2 separate regions of the Gossypium raimondii genome follow, and region 1 is linked to region 2. A link is a contact called in public Hi-C data. All regions are on one chromosome and are shown on one strand. Each heading gives the region's core, a stretch centred on a gene start, on an enhancer-like site or on the middle of the called end of the contact. The rest is flanking DNA. Distances are from core to core; before and after follow the strand shown. Region 1 holds the start of LOC105800027. Region 2 holds the start of LOC105800048 (centromere/kinetochore protein zw10 homolog).

Region 1 (3,327 bases), core at 262-2,761, 310 kb before region 2:
ATATGTTTTCAATTCCAACCTATGAAGATTTTTTTATTACAAAAGAAACCTTGTGATGTAGTGATTTCTCAAAAACGATTATCCCTTTTAAATTATGCAATAGAAAAGAATATTTGGGGAATTCAATATCGAAATCCCAACATTAACCTATAAAAACGAAACCATCCGCTCATTTAGGTCGATCATAAGATATTATGAATTTTACAATTCCAAATTCATAGTGCAAAATTAACCAAGCCTATAGAAAAAAGAAACAAAACAAACATCACCTCCTGACAAAGATCCATGTAAAAATAGGGGGGAAAGAAACAAATATCAATGAAGCAAATGCAAAAACACCCAAAATGCAGGACTTACATGATCAATCTGACGTGTTGCAGGCGTGTCCATACCCTCTACCGCCTTTAACAAATCATTATAATAGCTTTCAGGCACCGTAGACTTCTTCTTGGCGGCACCCGAAAGCGAAAACCAAACCTTAGGCCTAAGCACAGGGGGAATGCCTTTCCTAATAAGCTTCTTCAATGTGATCGCATTAACAAAACCTGACAATTTGAGCGAAGATTTCAACCCAATCCCTTGCGATATCGAAATCTGCGGCTGCAAATACCAATTGGCCCCTTTGCTTGCTTCGAGTGCCCACCAAACACGCCCTTGTTGCCTCACCTTTTCTCTTACCTCATTCAACACATTAACATCGTCCACATTGCCTTCTACTGTGAACCCATAAAGGTCTTGGAATTTCACTATTATATTTGCTCTTCTCGCATGGATGCTTGGCCTTAAGATGTGAAATTGCGCTTGCCATTCAAAGGCAATGTCCATTTTGCTTTGGGGACCAAACATTCCCCCCCCCCTTTTTTTTTTTTTGTTCTTTTTTCTCGATGATAGATTAAGAGAAAAGAAGAAATGGGTTATAAGGGCTGTATCAGGAACGAGAGAAAACTACGAACTTTGAACCATGAAAAAAGGTTGATTTATTTGGAGCTTGCAAGCTTGGAAAATTGAAGAAAGACAAATTCTTTCAAATGGGTTTTATATAAAGAAGTTGATAAGAGGAAGAATTACGATCTGGCAGAGATAAATGCTCTCACAAATTTGGATGGCTATCAAAGTTCCTTTTTCATATATTCAAAACAAACAATGTACTTTTGAAAATCGAATTATTTTCAAAAGCGCCAAAGCTTGAAAAAATTAAAAGAAAGAAAAAGGAAAAGCCAAGCCAAGCCAAGCCCAGATAACAATTCTTTTATTGTTTCTCAACGAGAGAGAAAACAAAACGAAACGAAACAAAATTTTCTATAAGAGGAGTAAAATTCCTTTTTTTCAATTCTTTTATTTCAAAGGACATGGATGACTAAAAAAGACAAGGGAAAGAGGTTATGAAAGAAACCGAATTAATAGGTAGGTAAAAATAAAAGCTAGGCAATCTAAAGAAAATTAGGAGGTTCTAGGTGGTGGGAGTCATCTTCATCTTCATCTCTTTTCCTCATCAGCAAAAATGAAAAATCCCCACTGTCATTATAATAACAACAGAGGAAAACAGTTTTACCCTTAAAAATTGTTTGTATACTCGAATTTTCTGGACGAAATTGAAAAAATAATTATCTCACTATTAACATAGTATATTCATTATTACTCATGTCTACAAAAGAGTTTACTCGTTTAATTCTTAATAAATTAAATGTATATTTTTTTTGAGTAATTAACTGATATATAAATATTAATTATATTGTTCAATATCATTTTAACCTCTATCATCAATTTCTTTGGGATATACTTTTATTCTAACATAAATTTTTTATTAAATTTAGCATTATTAATGTTAGTTTCAAAACAATTTAGTTTTTTTTCCCTGGTTTCTAAAAATACAATTATTGGAACGTTAGAGAGAGAGAGACGTTACCCACGGACAGCGTTTGATAGGACAGTGATAATGGACTAGCGTTAAACTAGACCTGTCCATGGCCGGGCGGCCCGGTCTGGCCCGACGACCCGTCCGAAATATAGGAGGGTTTGAGTAAAAATATAAGCTTATGGGCTTGGGCAAAATTTTAGGCCCGTTTAAAAAATAGACCGGGCCTCGGGCAAGATTTTCTTGGCCCGGGCCCGGCCTGAAAAATATTAAATATATATATTTTTTATTTTTAAAATATAATAGTTTTTTATTTTCAGTTTATTTACTTTCATTTCCTTGACTAGTGTTACAAAATAATAATAATAAAACATCAAGTTTGTTTTACTAATCAAATGTTAGATTTTGTTACAACAATTAATACAATTAATACAATTAATAATTTGATAAATTTACTAATCAAATGTTAGATTTTATTACAACAATTAATACAATTAATACAATTAATAATTTGATAAATTTACTAATCAAATGTTAGATTTTATTACAACAATTAATACAATTAACAATTAATAATTTGATAATTTTACTAACAATTAATTTTAATAAAAATTAGTTTTAATTTTATTAAAAAAATAATTTTAATTTTAATTAAAAGCAATTGGGTCGGGCCCTGCCTAGTAAACGGCTGAAAATTTTTGTGGGCTCGACGAAACTTTGCCCGGCCGGCCCGCCCATGGACAGGTCTAGTTGAAACTCAATCTAACTGTTCTGTTTTTATTTCCTGGATGACTGAAATGCCCCCGCCATTATTCGGAAAATTATTGCTTCTCTATATATATACTTTTCAGTAAATAATAACCAAATTGGTAGCGTGATTACACTTCGACGTGGGAATTGGGTGAGTTCGGGATGGAGCTCTTCCTTCTTTCTTTTTTAGATAACATTCCGTTCGTTCGTAAGACTAACTAACAATTACATAAAGGTTTCATCAGTAGTATGGCCAAGTCGGGAGCAAAAGCTGTTGACAGGTCTCTTTGTCACCCAGTCAGCTAATTTGTTTTTGTTTTCAGATACATGGTTGAAACTGTTGGAGATCGATTAAACAACGAATAAGTAAAAATAGTGAAAGAAATTGAAAAATTGAAAACAAAAATTTAACGTGAAAAAATTCCTATAAGGAGAATAAAAATGCAAAAATAATTTTACTATAATGGCAAAATAACGAAGATTACAAAAGATAGAGATCAAAACTAAACCTCAAAACTCGAAAACAAAGAACCCTCAAAACGTAAACACAAAATTTTCCAAAAGTTTGATGAGTTCTAATATTTAATGGGTGTTTTTTTTCTGAGGTTGTAAAAGAACCTATTTATAGGCTAAATTCATATGTCAAATAATAATAAAATCATCTAGACTAATTAGAGTTCAACTGAAACAAAAAAAACATAGTTTAACTGAGAGATTATCTT
Region 2 (3,358 bases), core at 32-2,531:
TTGGTCGCGACTCCATCTTTATTTTAAAATAAAAAATTGATTTCTAAAAAGGGTTTCGACATTATATATATGATGTTTTTTGTTCAAGTTTCATTATCTATTTCGTTAATTTATATAAAATGAAAAACAAAAACATGCGATATCATATAATATAATTTACAAATAAAATATTTTTTGGTAATTCAGTAATTAAGTTGTGACCGTTGATTAGTGGCACCAATTTAATAAGTGGCTTTATAAATAGTATAGATAAACAAAAATAATAATAATGAGACGAGATCCACTTACACTGATGTAAAAAATTAAAGTGACTTTAAATTTTAGCGTAACTTTTGTAAATGGTCCGACTAGTTCGCAACATGCTAACCTACCTTTTTGGACAATCAATCCTAACATAACAAAAACTTACATCGGTTGCTACAAACTTGGTTAGAATAGAGACTTAACAACAAAATATTCGATAAGAGAATTTTCATGGAATAAGGGTTGTATTTATAGACACTAAGTGTCCTACCAATCTTAGGATACCCTATTTGACTTAGGAAAAGAGTTACTTGCACGAAAAGTATCCTAGATACATAATATCTTTATTTCCTATTTTTAGTTTGTCTCGACTTTTAACTGACGAACCTCAGTTCGCAACTCAACTAGCGAACCCCTAGTTCGCAACTTGATTGACAAACCCTAGTATGCCAAATTGACTGGCGAACTTAACTTACAATGAATATGGCGAATCCCCCTTTTTGCATCCTTTAGCGTGCACCAATTCGCCAAAATATTGGTGAACTCCTTGTTAATACGCTTTTGGCGAATACCAGCTAGCCAAATCAATTGGCAAACCCCTAGTTCGTCGAAACAGGCGAACCCTCTCTTGTGAGGCTAAAACTTCCAAGCCCTATTTCGGGATGTTTCAACTCTTCCTCACTTAAGACATTATTTTTTTTAATTTAACTAGAACAATTTCATTCGACTCAAATTTTATTTTACTTGCATCGATTTGAAAAAAAATTCAAATTGAGTTAAGATGATAAAATGAAAATCATTAACTCGAAAGATTTTCACTCGATTCGAACGAACACAAATATATTTGCTAGTTAAAAAATTAATATTCTAGATAAATCGAAAATATTAGAGCAATATTTTTAATACCATATATTATTCAACAACCCCTGCAATGGATCAAATCTTCAAATCACAAATCACTGTTTAATTATAAAATGACAATTTTAATTTAAGATATAAAAAGTAGTACGGATATTAAAACTGTTTGACATCATTAAAATCTCAGAGCCACAGTGTAGGAGGACCGGAAGTGGCAGTTGGCAGGCAGTTAGGGAGAAAAGAGAAAGGGCTTAGGCCTTTGCGTTTGGGATTTTAATAACCAAACCGGACAAACGTAGATTAGATTAGACCAAACAAACTTAAGTAAGCGGTATCGGCGTACGTTAGTCTCTTCCAGCCTTAAACCTCCAAGCAAGAATAATCTCTTCCCAGGCTAACCCTTGAAACCCTCTCCGGCACCCTGCCACAACCGTTATTCCATCAGATCCTCTGACATGGACCCACTCTTTGACCGAATCAACGTCCGCGATCTTCTCTCCGGTCACAACCTCTCGGACCCTTCGACGCCACTATCCACACCGGATCTCCGCCTCATCATCAGCCGCCTCGAATCCCACTCTCTTCATATCAAATCAAAAGTCCGTTCTTACCTCCTTTCTCACCGCGAAGACTTTGCCTCACTCTTCTCCCAGTGCAGCGATGCCGTTTTCAAGACTAACGAAATCTCTGACAACGTCTCCGGTATTCTCTCTTTGATCTCCGACCGACCCATCGATGTCGAGATCCGTAAGTTGGTTGATGAGATTGGGAGGACAACGAAGGAGGCTAGGGAAAAGAGGGAGATGTTAGGGTTGTTGAAGATAATCGTAGGGATCTGCGAGAGATTAGAAGGCGCCAGATCAGCTTTTAGTGATGGACTACTCAGATTTGCCGCCGAGGAAGTTAAAGAGTTGAAGAAGGCTTTGAGGATTGGCGATGAAGAAGAAGGAGAGCCTATCGTGTATGGTTTGCTGCGGAAACAGTGGGCGGATTTATTCGATGAGGTAAGTTTATGTTTGGTTACTGAGAAAGCGGCAAACTGAGAAGAGTGGATAGATGAATTTTTCACGTTTAATGTTTTGATCTCTCTCTTTAATTCTTTTTTTGGTATTATTCATTTTATTGGTGATTTGTTTTTTTAGAGGAATGATTTGGGTTTGTAGATGCAAGACTTGTTTTCCAAGTTCATGGAAAATGCAGTTCGGTTCGAGCAGGATTCTAGAACAATTAGAGTGAAATACAAATTATGTGTTGATAAAATGGATGGGATTGAACTTCATACGGTCATGGAAGCAATGGATGTAAGTTTTTCTATTATGTTCCTTTTGCTTATAGAATGGACCAACTAAATCTTATATCCGGACAAGTTTTTATTATTTTGTTTCCATGATGGAGCTATTATGAACATCGGTAGGTAACATTGAAAATCGTCTGCTATCAGTTAACTGTCTAAGGTTTTGGTGGTCAATTAGTCCTGTTACATTGTTGTTAGTACGTCGTGATGATGATATGATAATGTTTTTTTAGGTTGCTGGAATTCTGGATTATAGTCTTGCGAAAGCAGCTGACTTGATAATTAAGCATGCCATCACTCCAGCTGTAAGCTATGGATCACCTGCAATGTTTGCAGAAGATGTAAATCAAGGTTCAGAAGGAATCTCAGAAGCAGTACTGAAGATATTACCTTCACAAGATTGCAAGGTGTGTGCTCTCTACTGAGATTCCAAATCCTTGGTTGCTACTTGCCACACTAGGTTTAACTAATTAGGACGTAGTTTCAGAAAATAAAGCTGGCTGATATGTTCTTTGGAACATGAAATTGTATTACTAGTTGCTTTCTTTATGTACAACAATTCCTTCTAACATGGATCACATAGATGGTAAGATTCTAGTTCATCAGCGTCAAGCATTTTTCTTGAAAGAAATTCATGGACAGCGTCAAACATATCCTCTGTAATGTTCAGATTGTAGATGTGGATGGAGATGCTATCTATGCAAGAGTTATTCAAGTCATCAAGTTTATTTTCAAGCATATATGCTTTGAGAATGGTTCATGGATTCGTTCTTTTGGAAGGTTAACTTGGCCAAGGATATCAGATATTATCATCTCAAAGTTTCTTTCAAAGGTTTGTTTTTCTAATGGTTTACTTAAAAAAATATGCTTTCTGTTCTACTTTGCTTGCAGAATTCTGAATACCTGTGATAAGTGTCCGTAATTGATTTCCATGATATTCTCGTAGTGAATGAATTGTTGTTT

What was found. Hi-C and Micro-C count contacts between places; a contact is called where the count stands out from the background.
Region 1: a Hi-C map of leaf shows a contact between it and region 2, with 2.1 times the contacts expected there. The contact joins the promoter of LOC105800027 here to the promoter of LOC105800048 in region 2. A contact is called at or near these places in 2 of 2 Hi-C or Micro-C datasets (both in leaf).

What each region holds. Positions count from the first base shown.
Region 1 is chr7:18,781,385-18,784,711 of ASM2569854v1, reverse strand. LOC105800027 reads right to left here and starts at 1,511. Exons shown (of 7, transcript XM_012630898.2): 1 at 358-1,511. The coding sequence starts at 846.
Region 2 is chr7:18,471,112-18,474,469 of ASM2569854v1, reverse strand. LOC105800048 (centromere/kinetochore protein zw10 homolog) reads left to right here and starts at 1,281. Exons shown (of 14, transcript XM_052633519.1): 1 at 1,281-2,105; 2 at 2,265-2,402; 3 at 2,629-2,802; 4 at 3,066-3,227. The coding sequence starts at 1,557.